3 separate regions of the Mus musculus genome follow, and all the other regions are linked to region 2. A link is a contact called in public HiCAR-type and promoter capture Hi-C data. All regions are on one chromosome and are shown on one strand. The core of a region is the stretch at or near the end of the contact, and the rest is flanking DNA. Distances in the headings are between cores, read along the strand shown. Region 1 holds the start of St7l (suppression of tumorigenicity 7-like). Region 2 holds the start of Ahcyl1 (S-adenosylhomocysteine hydrolase-like 1). Region 3 holds the start of Ppm1j (protein phosphatase 1J).

Region 1 (3,031 bases), core at 20-2,519, 2.8 Mb before region 2:
CTAATGAGACCATTCTAACTTGTAGCAGCCCTAAGAGTCTGTGTTTATGGAAGAACTAAGTACTTTCCTTTTTGGACAGTTTAGCAAATGTACGTTGTCAGAAAAAGTTATACTATCAAATTTGGAATACACCCTGGTATTTAAAACACTTTTAAAGATCTATGTACACAAACGACACTCTTGACATACCCAGCTATAAAGCACCATAGTAGGTCATCAAAAAAGGTTGGGTGTTTCATCCAAACCGAATGTGTTAAATGTGAGGTTTATTTACGACCCATTTAACCTTTCTGGAGTTGAAAAAAAAGTCGTCTGGCTATTTCTCACTGCTTAACAGGAAGTTAAAAAAACAAAACAAAACAAAAGACTTTGAAAAAAATTATAGTTAAGATTAAGACAGAAGGGACGGAGTCACCTTGGGGCTAAACGTTCACACAAGAGAGCATAGGCAGGAATAAAGGTGCTGGTCAAATTCTTAAGCAAATCCCTTGAGGTTTACTGATTTATTTTTATCCAATTAGTTTAATCGTCAGTAGTAGAGAAAAGATGAGAGAGGGTGTGTATTTCGGTGGACAGACACCACCAGAGGACCTCTCCCTCCCTGACAAGGAGTCCTGACAGCAAAATCACTTCCTGAGGAAGGAGGAGCAAAAGGGAAGTTAAGGAGGCCACTCTGATCAGGAAGTGACTCGTTCTAAACTAACCCCAATCATACCTATAAATGGGGGGATGGGGTGAGCCCCAACTGCCAAAAGCGGTAAAATAACTGCTGCCTGACACGTCCCGACATCACCTTCACCTCCTCTCTTATAATTACAGAAAAGAGTCTAGAGTTAAAAGTCAATCAGGCAAAGTGTCTCCTCTTGAAAGAAGGTTGTGCTCTGTCCAGGATGAAAAGAGTTGAGGACTGGGGGACTGGGGCCACCGTGAGGCAGACGAAAGCTCCTTTAAGGAAGGAAGCGTCCCGGGGCCAGAGGGACTATGCCAGCACCGGGAAACAACCTTCTTCTTCCTGGGGGCACCGCCAGGTTTCTCACTGCTGCCGGCTCGGACCCCTGGGCCCCGTCGAGGAAGGAAGTAAAAGAGAGAGGCGGACCCCTTACCTTCTCTTCATCCGACACCCGATCCTCAAAGTCGGCCATCTTGGCTGCTCTGGCCCAGCCCGGCGGGCCGGCGCGAGGCAGGCCGGGAAGGAAGCTGAGTGGCGGAATCACCGAGGGGCCGTCGGAAGGAGCCGCCCGGAAGCTCAGGCCAAGAGGGCGCCATGTCAGTTCCGCGCGGGTGTGACAGCCTGGAGTCGGCGCTCTAGGAAGTCGGCTTGCCCCTCGGGGCTTTGCAGCCTTAACATCTTTCTCCCTGAGTTCCGGTCACTTTCCCATTCGTCCTGGAGTGCTTGGTGGCGGGCCTCGACTCTTGCGTGGCGTCTGGGCTCCCTCTGGTCATGGAGCAGTTGCTACACCTCTAAGTTTTTCTGATCCGGTTGGTCTCCTGGGCCGCCGAGTCCAGGGCACTAAGAGCTGCTCGGCTCTTTGAGACATCAGTACTTTTCCGACCCCGGCACAGGGCGACAGGTTACCCTCAACCACGTATGGAAGAAAAACCACTTCCCTCCGGCGCCACACTGAGTCCGTTTCCAGAAGAATAAGCGCCACCATCAGATGCTTCCCCGCCCTCCTAGAGGACTAGGTAGCCCCTCAGTCGGCCACCGCGCTCCGCCACCTTCCAGATCTCCAGCCAGTTCCCCAGGACTCAGCCTAGACAGAGGCCAGCTTCAAGTCCGCCACTATCCCAGGATTCCCGACTCCGGGTTTCCGGCCCTTCTCCCCTCCCAGGTCCCGGCGCCTGCCGGAGCCGCAAGATGGCGGACGGAGACTACTTCGCGGAAGCCGCGCGGGCCGTGGGGTGTCCCCATGCACCTGTTCCTGGCTTGGGCCTGGGCCCGCCGCTGGGCTGGAAAGAGCGGCTGAAGGCCGGGTTGGCGAACTCTGGGTCCACGCTGTGGTTCCTGGCGGGGCTGGGGCTGCTTTACGCTCTGAGGGTCCCGCTGAGGCTGTGTGACAACGTGACAGCGGGTGAGAGGCCCAAACCTCCCGGACAGTCGGGGACAAGTGCCAAAGATCAGAGATTCTCGGGGAGACATGGAGGGCTTTGCAGAAGGAAATTGGTGTTGCATGCTCCAGTGGGTTTATTTTTGTCGCTTGGGCCACCTCCACCCGGCAGCTGATTGTTAGAACCGTGCTGCAGTTTCCCGGCCCCTCCCTAGATCGCTGAAGGTTCGCCCTCTCTATTCTGTCTACGCTACCACAGGAAAAGCTACCTGACACGCTGCAAGCTCCAGGTAGTAGGACAGAAGAGAGCATTCCCAGATGTGTACACACAGTTTATAGACATTCCTATCGTTTGCAGGGCCCCTTGAAAAGTCGTACCTCAGAGTTTCCCAGCTGCCTAACTTAAAAGAACTCACACCCAGAAAAGCAAGATAAGCACATCTGTCATACACGATAGAAAATGCTATGATTTTAGTGGACCATACTTTTATTGTAAGACAGTTCGGTTAAGAGACGTTTTTCGTAATATTTTTATTGTGAGTAATAAGATAGTCTAGGAAAGGGAGAGGAGAGAGAAGTGCAGACAACGGTGGGTTTGTTTAATATTTTCCTTCGGCAGTTGTACAATGTTTGTCATGTAGCCTGGGCCAAAGATAAAAACTTGTAAGCAGTGTTGACCTGTGCGGATTCTGCAAATACTATTCCCTGGCCGTAGGTAGGATGAAAAGATGGACTCCTGGATCTTTTGTGGCGTTATTGCAGTATTTTTTGCTGCAGCCTCAGAAGAAGATGGAAATATTTCCTTCTTTTTGGTTTTTCGAGACAGGGTTTCTCTGTGTAGCCCTGGCTGTCCTGGAACTCTGTAGACCAGGCTGGCCTCGAACTCAGAAATCCGCCTGCGTCTGCCTCCCAAGTGCTGGGATTAAAGGCTGTGTGCCACCACTGCCTGGTGAAATATTTCTGTTAGATGGTGACACTGTTAA
Region 2 (2,794 bases), core at 153-2,652:
TACAAATACTGTAGGCAGGATTGATTGTGAAGAGACTTTATACAAGAGGAAACTATTTCAGAAAGGTCACCTCCTTGTTCCACTGCTAATTGGGTACCAGGTTAGAGGAAGGGTCAGCAAAGGTTCGACAGAAAGCACTGGAGACCCCGACCCTACCACTGAGAGAGCTAGTTAGACTCAGCCCTCCATAGATCACCTTTTCCAAGAGCCATAGAAGGATGTCCTTTGAGCTCAACCCCCAGCACAATAGGCTGAACTTGTAAGTGCAGTAAAGAATGAGCAATCATTTCTTCCCACCCACCTCCCCAACCCACCCAAGCTCCTTTCTGGAGGGATGTCTAAGTGATCTATTCACATGACTGCGATCAACCTGCATCCATGACAGTGTCTACTGTCACCAACCTCTAAATTTTCCTTTCTCACATACTTCCTAGCAGGTGGAAGACTGCACGGCGATTACCATTTTGCCTTTCCATCTCTTGTTGCTTTTAGAACCGTCAGCTGCATAAACCAGTTCATACGATTCTTTCCTCTTGCCTCTAAGCGATCACGCAGTTGTTGGTCGAACGGCCAATTCTCCCCCAAGAAGATGCTTTGAAAAAGAGCTGCCTGATTTCCCCCACTCACCTGAGGGGAAATTTCCTGCACAACCTCATCCCCTGGACAGGTCACAGGGGTCAGCTGAGTCGCTCACCCCCTCCCAATCTCGTCTTCAAGGCCCTCCATCCAGGAAAAGTCAGTCGCGAATTTAAGGCCTGGCCCTGTCGGGCTTCAGTAAGATCCAGGAGGACTCCGGCCGAGGGACAAAGAAAAGCGAGGTCAGAGCGGCCTCTTTGGCTCCAGCTAGGCCCATCGCCGCTCACCGGCCACCCACTACATCGTGTCAATGGTCCTGAGCACCCCAAACCCTAGCCCTAAGTCCCGAACTACCCGAGTCCGGGCCCGGGGCTTGCTCGCGCCCCTTCCTCGAGGGCCCTCGCCGCCACCCAGAGCCCCGCACCTTCTTGGGAGCCTTGGTGACCGTGGCCATGAAGGAGTACTTCTCGGCGTCCTCGATCTCCTTGGCCTGTTTCAGCTCCTCCCCGACACCGGGCAGCGGCATCGCGTCAGGCATCGACATCCCCCGGCCGGCCCGGCCCGCGGCTAACCCGCCGCCCCCGCCTCTTTCCCTCACGGGCGCCCGCCCGTCCGCGCGGCGCCCTCGGCCACGCGCTCGCCCGCCTTCCCGCCAGGCCCCGCGCCGAGCTGCTTGGGCTTCCGAAGGGCTGGGACCCGCGCGCGCGCGCCTCGTCGGCTCCGAGACCGGAGCCTGCCGGACAGCGACGGCGGCCACAGAACCAGAAGCAACAGCACGCAGCTCCGACCTGCCCGCGCAGCCACCTCCGCCACACGCAAGCACGCACGCAAAGTAAGGGTAGAGGGCGGAGACGCCACGTCAAGTACTGGCAGCCCCAAGGAGAGGGGGGCGGAAAGAGGCGGGGACAAATGGCGCGCTCTGGTGACGTCAACATGCTGGGCCGGGCCGCAGGAATCGCCCCTCCTTTCCTGCGCCTCGGTGATGAACGTCCCAGGGTGAGTAGTTGAACCTTGTCTGCCGCCAGGTGGTGCCATCAGCCCTATTGAGCCGAGTGTGACTCCTATAAAGATGCCACAAGACTAAGGGTCTTTGGACTACCAACTCCCCAGGAAACCTCAGCATGGGGAGGTGGCAGAGCATCGGGGATCGGGAAGATGGCATATCAAGAGCGATGCTTGGGAGCATAAACCAGAGTCCCACCGGACACATTTTACCCGGCCCTTTTTGGGAAAATTCAGTGTTAGAGACAGCCTACTCCCGGCCCACACCCTGGGCCCTTTGGGCCAGAAGTCCATTTCCAGGGGACAGTGTTTGCTTTTTTACTTCACAGGGGTGCAGAACAAGCTGAGAGCAGTCTGGTTTCTACACAACCCTTTATGACCTCCATCACCATCTCCTCCTGGGCCTTGTCTGTTTACAAGACCTTCAGGCTGCAGTGCTGATGTGAAGAGGTCATTAAGATAAGGTTGATGGGTTGGTCAGAGGGCAGAGAACAGGGCAGATTGAGAAAAAGTCCCAGCCAAATGGGTTCTCCTGCTCCATGCTCTCTAGGCAGTAGGCTCTCCCTGCCAGCTCCACTCTCAGTGAGTGTAGTGCAGAACGTTCAGTTTGGACTCGCACAGTTTCTGGATTCTACTGTGTACAGCCCCCGTATAAAGGCCCTGGGATGGTAGAGGTGCATGTGGCATATTTATGTTTTCCAAGAACCCATCCATTTGGGAAGGGAAAGCCTATTCGTAAGCTGGGGTCAACTGCGGTATCTTATCCTTTGAGAGTCATTCAAATGACATTGGCTCCAATTCCTATGTCCTGTGGAAAGTACAATGTTGTCCCCAGGATTTCTGTGAATTACTGAGGGGACTTAGGTTTTCATGGTCATCTCTGGCTCTAGTTTGCTGCCTCATCTGAAACATTACTCACTATTCCAGTCTTACAACTGTTTCTTTAGCTCTTGTAGTCACATCAGCCCCTTTCTCTTTCCAACTCTTACTCCTAAACCACAAAAAATGAGGCTATAACATGTAGCAGAACTTTTAATGAAGGTTTGTTGGTCAAAGGGGAGAGGTTACATCACATAGCAAACAGTCTACAATTACATTTCTGAAATGTTCCAAAAAGAGATTTCAGCCATCTATCTCACCATTGGGATTTCTCAATGACCACAATCTCCCTCAAAGCTCTCTAGTATACTCCGCATCTAGCTGTTTCCTGTGGCTC
Region 3 (2,852 bases), core at 118-2,617, 2.9 Mb before region 2:
ATCAGTCCTCCCCACCTCTACCCTGGTGATTTCATTTTTCTCTGCCCTGCCCTTCCCCTACCCCCAAACACAGACCTAATTACAGCAAGTTTGTACTTTGAATGACCACTGTGTAATTTTTATTTAGAAGTGGTCGAGAAAGGCGGCACAGGTTAGCCCAGGATATGAACAGGATGCACATAGCTGGGTGCCTTGAGGTGGAGTCTCAGCTAAGAACAGGGAGTCGTGGTTCCCTCAAGGAAGGGCCTTGACTTCTGCTAAACTGTGTGTTGGGGATAGATGAAGGAGTGGATAGTGATCAACTCTCTAAGCCCAAGTATAAGGACAGAATTCTTTCTGAATCGGGTCAGTAATCCTTCCCTAGAGAGAAGACAGAGAAAAACAGCCCCTCTGTGTGAATCGTAGTGGGCTTTCCTGCGACCCACACACGCTTTTGGCCTGGCCTTTGTCTCCCCCTGGCGGTAGCCAGAGAACTTGCTCAGCATTGCTTTTCTGCTTGCAACCTCAGGGTGGAAATTTAGGAGTCCCGCTCCCCTCTGGGCCTTTTTCCTAGTCCAGAGAAGCCAGTATCTGTAGCAGGTTCTGACATGGGTATGAATCTCTAAGTGACTGCGTGAATCTTAGGCAAGTCTATAAAAGAACAGGAGACTGTCTACTCCTACTTCATCTGTAAAATGGGTGTAGCTTACCTTGCATCGTTTTGTATAGTGATCTAACAACTAGACCGTGCCTTATAGAGGGCCCAGTGTGGAGCAAGCCCTCAATAATCATATTTATTTACTATGTCGTTAACCTTACTAACTGGCCAGCAGACGTCTAAATATGGAGGTACGGTTCTGAGAAAGTGGGATGGAAGTGACAATTGTTCTTTCGAACGTGGAGGTGACCTTTAGGAAGAATAGTGCCTTCAGGCTGCCTGGCCTGGTTAGCACCGCGACTAGCACCAGTTCTCTCTGCTCTCGACTCTGCAGCCCTAACCCAAAGTGTTGTCACACCAAACCCTTCACACCCAAGAGGATGTTTCGCTCTGAAGTCATCAGCTCTATAATTCTCCATTCTGGCTGGCCCACCCCCAACCGAGCGCGAGGAGGCTGCCTCGCCCACCCTCGTCATAATGGGCAAATTCTAGCGGATTAAATCTAGCGGATGTCTAACCTACAGCATGGTTGAAATATTTCCTTCGTTCCGCTTCTTTCCCACAATAGACCCTTCCCCTTTGACACTCAGGCGGGACAAAGCAGGGATGCGGAGGCGAGGAGCGGGTGGAGCAGTTCCCGGGTAGCCTGGAGCCTGGGGAAGTTTGTTAAGGACCAGGAGTGGGCACCGCCCACCTGGAACCCTAGGGGCGGGGCCTCTCAGGGGGCGGGCCCACGGTCGAGGGCGGGGCACGGAGGCAGCATGCTAAACCGGGTGCGCTCAGCCGTGGCGCACCTGGTGAGCTCGGGTGGCACTTCTTCCCAGCGCTCCAAGTCCCCAGATCTGCCCAACGCTACCTCAGCGCCTCCCGCCGCCCAAGAAACACCTAAGAGTTCCCGGGAGAAGCCTGGGAACCAGGTCGGCGCGCCCCAGAAGACCGCGGAGACTACTGTGAGCTTCTCTCGACCCACCTTTCTGCAGCTGAGCCCCGGAGGGCTGCGGCGCGCCGACGACCACGCAGGCCGGGCTGTGCAAAGCCCCCCAGACACCGGCCGCCGCCTGCCCTGGAGCACAGGCTATGCCGAGTGAGCGCCCCGGGGCTCCCAGACGAGGATGGGACTCCCATTCTCCCGGGAGACGCATCCCGGCTTCAGGAACCATCCCAGGAACCTGCACCCCTCCCAGACATCCCCCGGACGGGGTGCAAATTCCACGACCTTCTTCAGGACCTTGTTCACCCTGCCCCTCGTCGACTCAGGACAGTCCCCACCCAGGGAGGGCGCAGGGAGCACCGCCGAGGATGAGTTGGCGGGTTCCAAGTCGCGGCCCGCGGTTCACAGGCTAGGGGAGGGGAGGTTTGAGAAGGACTAGTTCCTTTTGCCAGGGAGATCGCGGGTGGAAAGACTCGCTCATCCGCTTCCTGGCCCCAGCTCCCCAGTTCCCTGTCCTTCTTACCGGTCCCCTCCCCCTCCACACCCAGAAATAGCCCGCGACACCAGAAGGCCTCTGGCTTCCCGGGCGGGGGAGGGGTCCGCCCGCAGAGCACGACGGTTCCCTTTGGTTATGGGTGTGTAGACAGATAGGTGCCGGTAGAGATCAGCGTACTCTCAGAACCTGTATATTTTAAAATCATCTTCGGGGAAAGCCAAGCCAAGCCACCAGGGGAATGGGGGCACTGAGGTCGTGGAAGGAGGTGGTGGGTAGCCCCGCACCTCCTCATTAGCTTCTCCGTTGGAAGGGGTTTGTAGCTAAGAGATTCCTGCCCAGTCCAGGTGGGTCTACATACCCTATTTGGGCCGGAGCGCTTACCCACTCTTAAGAAAAACCGGAACTTTCACTGGGTCGTTTTAGGATGAGGGTTAATGTGTGCATGAAGGTGAAGGTGCCATGAATCACTGTCTGAGCTGGTTGAGACTGGAGGTGGGGTGTAGTATTTTGACCAGCAGGGGAGTAAAATTTACTGTTCCTGTTTGGCCACTCCCACCCCCACCCCCAGCACCACCTTCCGGAAAGTCTCCTTAGCCAAGGATGGAGGAACTGAGGCAGGCAGTTACTGTTGCGGGCCTTTCTATGAGGCTGTACGTTCTGCCGCCAGACAGTACTTCTTGCTGGCCCTGCCTTCTCCTCTTCCCTCTGGCTTGGAGCCCAGGCAGCTGTGACCTTTTTCAGCTTGGCCAGCGAGCAGGAGAGGATGTGTGTGTGTATGTGAGTCTAAG

Evidence for each region. HiCAR-type assays count read pairs that join an accessible place to other places. Capture Hi-C pulls out chosen DNA fragments and counts their contacts.
Region 1: a HiCAR-type map of astrocytes shows a contact between it and region 2, with 2.7 times the contacts expected there. The contact joins the promoter of St7l here to the promoter of Ahcyl1 in region 2. A contact is called at or near these places in 1 of 115 datasets of contacts at active chromatin or transcription factors (astrocytes) and 1 of 9 other capture datasets (liver).
Region 3: a contact with region 2 is called in a promoter capture Hi-C map of liver, with 2.0 times the contacts expected there. The contact joins the promoter of Ppm1j here to the promoter of Ahcyl1 in region 2. A contact is called at or near these places in 2 of 9 other capture datasets (adipose tissue and liver).

The regions. Positions count from the first base shown.
Region 1 is chr3:104,863,237-104,866,267 of GRCm38.p6, forward strand. St7l (suppression of tumorigenicity 7-like) reads left to right here and starts at 1,270. Exons shown (of 14, transcript NM_153091.3): 1 at 1,270-2,072. The coding sequence starts at 1,859. It overlaps Capza1 (capping protein (actin filament) muscle Z-line, alpha 1), which reads right to left and starts at 1,269. Exons shown (of 10, transcript NM_009797.3): 1 at 1,104-1,269. The coding sequence starts at 1,142.
Region 2 is chr3:107,695,158-107,697,951 of GRCm38.p6, forward strand. Ahcyl1 (S-adenosylhomocysteine hydrolase-like 1) reads right to left here and starts at 1,403. Exons shown (of 17, transcript NM_145542.4): 1 at 1,001-1,403. The coding sequence starts at 1,120. It overlaps Gm40121 (a long non-coding RNA gene), which reads left to right and starts at 1,068. Exons shown (of 3, transcript XR_003954675.1): 1 at 1,068-1,572.
Region 3 is chr3:104,779,689-104,782,540 of GRCm38.p6, forward strand. Ppm1j (protein phosphatase 1J) reads left to right here and starts at 1,368. Exons shown (of 10, transcript NM_027982.2): 1 at 1,368-1,721. The coding sequence starts at 1,399.